Regions from separate parts of the Sus scrofa genome. Here region 1 is linked to region 2. Evidence: chromatin contacts called from public Hi-C data. All regions are on one chromosome and are shown on one strand. Each heading gives the region's core, a stretch centred on a gene start, on an enhancer-like site or on the middle of the called end of the contact. The rest is flanking DNA. Distances are from core to core; before and after follow the strand shown.

Region 1 (4,807 bases), core at 595-3,094, 190 kb before region 2:
ACAGCCAGACTCCACGCAGCCCTCCTCTGCAGCGTTTCACACTAGGCAGAGCCCTATTCCCTCTGAAAGTCTGCCGTCCACTGGCATCGTTGGAATTACACCGCAGGTCCTCTCCTGCCCGGATGATTCTTCTTTGTTGCCTTTGCTCGCTCCCACCCCCTGTCCCTTACACATCAGCATTCCCCAAGGTTCTGCCCCGAGCTACCTTCTCTTCGTGCTCTCTATATTTATTCCCACTTGAGCTCATCCATGCACATGCCTATTAAAATAACGGACCAATGCCGAAAAGCCTAATGAAAAAAGTAAAAAATCATTAGCAGTAACATTTATCACCTTTTTAAATCTATACTTATGCATATAGTTGCATGATTTTATCAAAATTGGATCATTCTACACACATGTGTTTCATAGCCTACTTTTTAAAACTCAATAATACGGTTCGAACATTATAGATTAACACAGAGGTTTTTTTTTTTTTAACTGTCATTTTAAGTGTATGATGTTGTATTACTAATTTCCTATGGCTGACATAACAAAGTATCACAGACAAGGTGGCTTAAATAATTTATTTTCCCACCAATCTGGAAGCTAGGAGTCTGAGATCAAGGGAGTTGGTTTGGTTTGGTTGGTTTCTTCCAAGGTCTCTCTCTCTTTGGCCTACAGAGGGTCATCTTCTCTCTGATTTTCCTCTGTGTGTGTCTATAAAAATAGATTGGGGTCCACCATGTATAAAGGCCCTATCTTCAAATACAGTCAATTTCTGAGGCCTGGGGATTAGGATTTCAACAGAGGAATTTGGGTGGGAGGGGACCACCCTTCAGCCCATAGCACATATATTGAAAAAGTCACTCATGGAGTTCCTGTAATGGCTCAGCAGTAACAACCTGACTAGTATCCATGAGGATGCAGGTTCCATCCCTGGCCTCGCTCAGTGGGTTAAGGATCTGGCGTTGCCGTGAGCTGTAGTATAGATCACAGATGCGGCTCAGATCCTGCGTTGCTGTGGCTGTGGCCTAGGCCAGCAGCTGCAGATATGACTCAGCCTCTAGCCTGGGAACTTCCACATGCTGCAGGTGTGGCTCTAAAAAGACACACACACAAAAAAAAAAAAAAAAAAAAAAAAGTCACTCTTCATTCATACCGCTTTTTCCAGATATTTAAACAATGCCATGAGAGTGGTTGTTCTTCTTTGGTTTTGGAATTTTCTCTTCATCCCTTTGATTGAGGATGAGGAGCACAAGGGCCCAGACTGAGGGTCAGATTCCACATTAGTTATTCCTTTATCTGTGGCCCCTTGCTCTAGTGTGTGCACCCTCATTGTGGCAATTATACTATGGGAGTGTCCTCAGTTACCTTCTGGAGGCTACGTTTAATGTCAGACTAGTTCCCCGCCCCATAGTCCATAGCCCATGCCTGGGTCTCTGTGGAGAGATGGACAACGTTCATCAACATGACTCCAATTTATCTTGAGTGTCCATAGGTTTTAAGGTTCCAACCTTACATTTTTCAAATCATTGAGATTCTTTTGCATCCTTTTTCTTCTCAGTTCTCCTCCTCTATCGTCTCTTTTTCGGCTGCCAGATTTTTCAAAGCTTTGCTTCAAGTGCACTGAACATCTGTGTTAATCTACATAGTTCGATTGGTGTCACTGCTAAGATGCCAAAGCTAAGAAAATGGAATTTATATTACCTACTTTCCCTTTTGCCAAGAGGATGATAAATGTTTATCAGAGAAAAGCTGACCTAGACCACATGAAGCCTTTCTTGTGGCTGTGGACTTAGATGTGGACAGAGCCATCATGGGGCACTGACAATATTCATGTGTAACTTGGACTTTATCCTATTGACATTCTTCTAGTAAATTAAACATGCCTTTCTTCTGTTTCAGGTATTATTTTTCACCTGTGCTTGAGAGTGCCCACATTTTGCATAAACTTCAACAATCAGCCTTGCTAATAGAGTGCTGTTTTGTATCCGAGACATGAATGTCCCTCATCCACAGAGGACAAAGCCAGAGAGAGACTCACTAATTATAGAACAGGAAAGGTCAAAGGGGAAAGCAAGTCCCTTACATTTCAGTGGTTTCTAGAGGATAGATTCTTAACTGAGAAAATGCATTGCTTGGAAACTCTCTTATTCATTTTGAAATAAATTGGGAATGTGGAAGTAAAAAAGTAATCCTGTTCTTCGAAAACATATTAAGAAATACTGCAGGAATGCAAAGTTTAGGGAATAATATAATATATAAAAATCTGCCTTGTATCAGCTATCCAGCTTGAACTCCTGATTCTTTTTTTTCTTTCCCCCATTCTACCCTTGCAAAAAGAACAAATACCCTCAATTTGTCTCTCGCACTCTTGGATTTTTTGGGAGGAACTTTAGTATAGATGCATCTAAACATAAATAGTATATCTTGTTATAAATCATAGAAAGGATATCATACATTTGTCACCTTTGGCAAATTTCTCTTTTCATTCAATATTTTAAAAAAATTTGTCTTTAGTCTAATTATTCCATTTCCCTCTGAATAATATTCTGAGTTGTTTTTTTTTTTTTGGCCACACCCATGGCATGTGGAAGTTCCAGGGCCGGGGACTGAACCCACACCACAGTTGCTACCTGTGCCACAGCTGCAGCAATGCTGGATCCTTAGCCCACAAGGGAACTTCCTGAATAATATTCTATTGAATACACAGCCCACGAGTTACGTATCTAGTCTCCTACTAATGAACATAGAGACCGTTTTAATTCTTTTTATTGCAGAAAACAGCAATGCTTCAATGAATGCTCTTGTACCTGTCTTCCACCCAACAGTACTAAAGGCCTTGATGGAGACAGTACATGAGAGTTCCTTCTTTCACTTCCTTACCAGCATTTGGTACCGTTTCAATGGTGGTTTTTCATCATCACCAACATTTACTACTGAATGTTGTGCTCTAGGCAGTGGGAAGGGGATTGGAGACGTTAATCTCAACCCAAACTGCTCAAATTTCATCTTTAAAGAGAGGTACTAAAAGATTCAAATATTTAATCATAGGTTATCCCAAGAAAAGAAATCTTGGCCAGGGATCTTATTTGCATGAGCATTGAATAAAAATATAAATTCATTTTCTGCATTAAAGGATGCTCAACAAACTTTCCTATCTTATTTATACATGGAGGGATTATGGCAATTCACTTAAGTCCGCACTGTCCCCTCCTGATTTTATTTTATGCCTAAGCTGGACACAGTAACCTGCTGAGACTCAGGGGATGAACTAGTCTTTGACTTTGCCAGGACTTGGTCAGGAAGCCAGCACAAGGTTCTCCTCTGGGTGGGAAGTCTGAAGACCAGAGGTGGAGAACCTGGATGAGCAGCAGGAAGGTCCTTCTGGAAAGGGTGTGGTGTGAGGAAACCCGCTGAGGCTCTGGAGACATGGCAGCCCTGTACTGCATTAGGTTCCTCAGGACACAGCTGAGCACGCGTCCACTGAACACTTCCAAAAATGGGTCATGAGGGGTCTACCACAGGCCAAGGCAGAGCAACTGACGCCTAACTACCCTTTCTCTATAGATGGTTAGAAAACTGATCAAAATATACAAGTCAGCTGGTTCTGGGTATTGGAAAACAAGCAGAAAAATGCGGTGAGCGCCAAGATCACCTTAGCTCTTTGCCTGAGGGTATTTTCTGGGCCTTGGTGCAGGAAGAAGGGGCCCACAGTCCTTTAGCAATCTCAGTCTTCTATGGATGCAGAGGAGAGAGCTCAGGGCAGCTAAGGCAGCTGGAGTGTGTGGGGCAGGATATCATTAATGAAGGGAACGGTGCATAAAAGGAGCTCCAGAAACCTGCTTAGGGATCTGCTTCCTTCTTTGGCCATATACTGAACCATGAATGTAAGGACAAAGCTCCAGCAGGCCTGGAGCCTGTGTCCTTCTACAGTGCAGAAGGACACAGAGAGTCCAACTATCCAGAATGGGAAGACCTCACTGAACATTCCGGTCAAGGGGTAGAATTCATTCTAGGGATAGAAATACTCTACCCTTAGAGTAAAGACTAGTGTGGATTCATATTGAAAGCTTTAAAAGCAAACTTTGAAAGGCTCAAGCTGTTCTGTCAGTAAGTTAATTAACTGTCTGAAAGAAAAAAAATCTTGAGTACAATAAATTCCATAACGTCAGCAAGGTAGCATTTACAGTGTCGAGCAACTATAAAAATAACTAGAAATGTGACACATAAATAAGAAAAAAACTCCAATAAACTGAAATCAACCATGCGATAACTCAGATGTTGGGATTAGCAAACATGGACTTTAAAAGCTTAAAAATATGATTACGATGAACCCACCAGGTGGACAAAGTTCAACCAAAAGGGAAAACCCTACAAAGGAAGAAACTGGAAAAAAGAAAAATTCATTGGGCTTAATTAAATATTGGAGATGGCAGAAGAAAGGGTCAGTGAACTTGAAAATAGATCAATGAAGCTGTCTGATCCGAAGAACATACAGAAAGAAGGAAGACTTTTAAAAAAAGTAAATACACAGAGAGAGCTTCATCAACCTGTGGACAGTATCAAGCAGTTGAACATATACGGAACTGGAGTTCTAGAATGAAAGGAGAGAGGGAGAATGGGGCCATAGACAGATGTTTGAAAAAATAATGACCAAAATTTTGCTGAATTCTGTGAAAATGATAAATTTACAGAAATAAGATCTAAAACTTAAGCAAGATAAACAAAAAGAAGACAACATTTGGGCACATAACAGTTAAACTGAAAAACCAAAATGGAGTCTTACAAAAAAAAATAAATAAATAAATAAATAAAAGGGAGT
Region 2 (4,561 bases), core at 21-2,520:
ATTGGGACCACGTGGTTCAAAAATGTGGCCAAAGAAAAGAGTCAGGCAGGGTCTGGAGCATGGCAACGGAAATTAGAGGCCCACCTGCACCCAGTCAGGGGCACTAAGACAAGACCTTTCAGAGCCCACCTCCCTGACTGCAGGCGGGCAGGTGCGCTGCGGTCTCTGAGTCATAGGGCATTCCAGCTTAAAGGGGCTTCAGTAAGCATCCAGACCATCCCAGGCAACTCCCTTAGTTTAAAGGCGAGGAAAATGAGGCACGGAGAGAGACAGGTACACATCTGCCCAACTCACGCAGAGCAAATCTGCCACAGACCTGGGACTCCGGTCCTGGGGGTCTGACTCCGTGTCCAGGTACTGTTATTCTCCTTTGATGTTTTTGGTCCTGAAACTGAATTCCTCATCCTTGCCACTCAAAGTGATGTCCATGGAAGCGCACCATCGACATCCCCGGGGAGCTTGGTAGACCTGCAGGACCTCAGCCCCCAGCCCTCCTGCTGAATCAGAACCTGTTTTAAACCAGACACAGGTGATTGATGTGACAGCTGAGAACCTCGGCCCTCATGCCTTTCCACTTCCACTTCGGACCCGAGCCCGAACCCGTGACCTTCCTCTCCTCTTTAAGCTCTGGGGACTGTCGTATTTTCAGGAGCTGGGCTAACTACATCTTCATTTACCTGGAGCCTTCAGTGTAATAACCTCCCTGCCGCATCTCAGAGTGGCATCTCATTCTTTATTATTGTGTGGTAATAACAACTGTATCAATACATTCCCTTTAGATGGTGCTTTGCAGATTTCAAAGCCCACTGATATTTTTTTTATCAGTTAAACATGTGGCTGCAAGCACCAGCTCTGTCACTAAGCTGATTGAGTCTGCATCTCAACTTTTCCACTCGATCTATAACCCTGGGAAGTTTTAACTTCTCTGGACCCTAATTTTAATGCATATAAAATAGACTCACTGAGTGCAAAGATCCATTCCAGTGTTATTCTGATTCTAGCAATAAACCCTTCTTCCTCCTTTGCTTGACCTTGACAGTCCAGGCACCTAAATACTTTAGAAGGTGAAACCTATTCGACTACCTAAACCGAAGGAATGATGTATCTGTTAATAATTTTAGAATGCAAAGCTACATGCACACCCATGTAAATTCAACAAGTAAACTGTAGTTGCTGCAAAATAAGTGAGCTATTTAAATGACTCACGGAATATTACTCTCATCGTTACTTTTACTGGTATTCTGGGAACATGAAGCAGGATGATGAAACAATAGCTCTTTGAGTGAGGGAATGAGTCAGCAGGTCAATAAGTTTTAGAGGGAAGTCAGAGATAAGGCATTTTATCCAAGAATCGTCAGGGCTTGTTGGGAAAAACAGGCTCTGGAGCCGGGATCTGGCTGCCCCGGGTGTGCTGGGCGGGAGGAGGAGGGAGGTGAGAGAAGGGCGGTGTTTTGAGAGAAACGGTGCTGGGCAGCTCCGGAGGAGGTTAATCAGAAGAGTGGGCAGGCTCTTTGCCCTGGGAAGTGGGAAGCATTTTCTTCCTACAAGTATAGAGGAGCATGAAAGGCGGCCCAGGAATAAAAGGAAACAAAAGCCTCCAGGAGGAGGAAGGAAATGGACGGGCCAGGAGGTGTGGGGGTGCCAGCTGGGAGGAGGCGGGAGAGGCTGAGCAGGTGCAGGTCCGGGAAGGGATGATTTGGGAACAAGTGATGATTTAGTCGGAGATACAGCAGGTCTTCCTTGAACTTTCCTCAGAGGAGTTTTTTTTTTTTTTCTTTCTTTTTTTCTTAAACAGCCCTGGAGTCATCCACATACGGCTTCATAGTAAACCTCGGCATGTTTTGTGGCTGGAGCCTAAACTTAGGGTCCAATTGAACTGAGAGCCACTTGCCAAACAACCCATTTCTTCACGTCTCTGTTTATCCCTCACCTGTCAGATGCCCGTGTGTCCTTCGTGTGCCCACACACCCTGTGAGCATCGGAACTTTATCAATGTGTTATCTTTGGGGTCTGTGACAGCAACGAAACGATGCTGTAAATCACCGCCTGAAACGGTGATATAATCCTTCCAGCGCACTCTTGCTTTCCACATGCCCTTTCTTCCTCCTTTGGCATTTAATGCTGTAGTGTAGGGGTGTACAGCCAGGTTTGGGAAGGGCTATCTATGCCTCTCTTCCCTCCCATGTCCTAGAAAACTCTAAGCTAGGGGAGATAAATCAACTCATTTTTGTTTCCTATTGGTAGTTTCTGAGGCTCAGCCTCGTCTGAGAACATGAGTAGGCTAATGCCTGCTGTGTAGTCCAAAGTTTGTGATGGGCATTAGCACTTAGAGGCCAGAAGTTACATGAAAGAGGACAGAGAAGGGATGAGGTGTTCTAGGTGGAAGAATGGCGGGGTTATCCAGGGAGGGATATGGAGGTTCCCAGGTTAGGGGTCGAATCAGAGCTGCAGCTGCCGACCTACACCACAGCCACAGCAACGCGGGATCTGAGCCATGTCTGTGACCTACACCACAGCTCACGGCAACCCCAGATCCTTAACCCACTGATCGAGGCCAGGGATTGAACCCACATCCTCATAGAGACATCGGGTCCTTGCTGAGCCACAGCAGGAACGCCGCAAAGTATAGTCTTAACAAGTTTCTTTTGTTTGTTTCTATCAATGTAATTGTGGTGTTATAAACAACAGAGTCATCTGAAATACCTAAACAGACTCATTTTTATTGATAATTATTATGGTCAAACTCCATGCTATTTGGTTAGGCCACTAGTTCTTAAACTTGATCATGTCCCAGAATCACCTGAAAGGCCTGTTACAACAGACTGCCGGGCCCACCTCTAGAGTTTCTGAGTCAGTAGGTCTGGAGTGGGGCCTGATGCTGTGCACTTCTGACAAGTTCCCAGGAGGTGCTGGTGAGGCCGGTCTGGAGGCCACTCCTTGAGAACCACTGGGTTAGAGGGGTAGTTTCTGCGTAGAGACCCCCACCTTTTCTGCAGCCCTTACGTCTGAAGGCAGAGTCAAGCATGCCTGAAGAGTTGAACAGCCGCAAGACTCATGCCTCTCAAAGGGGATTCGTTGGGGAATGGGCGGCTTCCTTTCCTGTGGTCTGTTTTCTAAGATACACATATAGCGACCCCAGTGAGAAATTTAAGAACTGTACTGGGGACTGAATGAGCTGCTGTGGACTCGCCTGAGGTAAGCATCCCGTGTTCATGCTTTGGAGCCACTGCTACTGGTTATGGCCAAGGTAACCCCTCTCTGTGTGGGTCCTCAGGACTGGGTCACTGTCATTTAACCCTTGTCCCAGATGTCTAGAGCTCACCCTTGGGCTGGGATGAGAGTTCCCAGGGTAATCAAAGCCTTTGAGTACCACGTACTAGCAGAGGGATGTTGAAAATTTTACTCCTGGTGCCTCGTAGGAGAAGTGTGCCTTTTCTTTCCCATCAAAGGATTGCTGATACCTAAAGCCAGCTGGAGCTGTTGTCTGGCTATTGGGACTGTCCTCCGTGTGTGTGTGTGTGTGTGTGTGTGTGCGCGCATGTGTTGTCAAGAGCTGCTCGAAAGCCAAAAATCCAGCAGGAGGACATGCAGGGCATGTATTATTTCACAAGATGTACATCTTCTGTGCTCACTCAGGGATGATGGGTCCACTTGGGAGGGTAAGAGTTGGGCCATCACAGGTGTCAGTGAGGCCAGAACTTTCTGACTGGATCCTGGTAACACTCCTTTTGTCATACAGCTGATTCGAATTTTGAAGTTACCCAGAGAAGAGGCTCGCTTGAAAGGTGGCTTCTGATCCTTAATTAGTTTGTTTTTAGTTTGTGTGATTTGACCATGATCCAGGCTCATCTTGCTGAACTTGGAATGTTGTCTGAGCCTCGTCTAAAAGGACGACTCTCGGAGTTCCCATTGTTTAATGGTTAACGAACCTGACTAGGATCCATGAGGACTTGGGTTCGATCCCTGGCCTCTCTCAGTGGGTTAAGAATCCAGCATTGCTGTGAGCTGTGGTGTAGGTCGCAGACTACAATGTTGCTGTGGTGTAGGTCGCAGACTACAATGTTGCTGTGGCTGTGGCATAGGCTGGCAGCTACAGCTGCCATTGGACCTCTAGCCTGGGAACCTCTATATGTCATGGGTGCAGCCCTAAAAAGAAAGAAAAGAAAAGAAAAAAGGACAACTCTTACCAAGACCTTTTATCTAATTATTATTATAAATTCCACCTGCTGTGTATGCACACCTGTTTAATAGGTTGGAATTCTAGGCTTTTCCAGCCAGCGAGTAAAGCATGGCCACCTGGGACGGTTTTCTGCTGTGATGCTGGTCCCCTCCCTGCAGAATGAGACAAGAGGGCCTGTGGCTGCCTCCACCTTTCCTCAGCATCCTCACCTTGGGCGGGAGTGGGTTAAGGGCGTGGTCACCTGTGCTACATAAGCCCCCATCCAGTTATGGGTGCGGCCACCAGAGGTGCAAGTGATGGTCCTTTCTTCCGCATTATCATCTTCTCAGGAAGGACCTGTGACAGGCTAGGAGACACTTGCCGGGTGTTCCATTTCCCTGC

The links. Hi-C and Micro-C count contacts between places; a contact is called where the count stands out from the background.
Region 1: a contact with region 2 is called in a Hi-C map of liver, with 1.8 times the contacts expected there. The contact joins two enhancer-like sites. A contact is called at or near these places in 1 of 47 Hi-C or Micro-C datasets (liver) and 1 of 2 datasets of contacts at active chromatin or transcription factors (alveolar macrophages).

What each region holds. Positions count from the first base shown.
Region 1 is chr1:9,631,933-9,636,739 of Sscrofa11.1, reverse strand. No RefSeq gene overlaps it. Among named protein-coding and RNA genes, the nearest start is that of ZDHHC14, 15 kb to the right of the region's middle. Within about 2 kb of position 1,844, at least 2 of the 83 cell types and tissues checked have an H3K27ac peak or open chromatin away from gene starts, as enhancers often do. A contact at or near this core is called in liver, where this site is marked.
Region 2 is chr1:9,446,475-9,451,035 of Sscrofa11.1, reverse strand. All of the region lies in intron 2 of ZDHHC14 (probable palmitoyltransferase ZDHHC14), which reads left to right. Among named protein-coding and RNA genes, the nearest start is that of ZDHHC14, 170 kb to the left of the region's middle. Within about 2 kb of position 1,270, at least 25 of the 83 cell types and tissues checked have an H3K27ac peak or open chromatin away from gene starts, as enhancers often do. A contact at or near this core is called in liver, where this site is marked.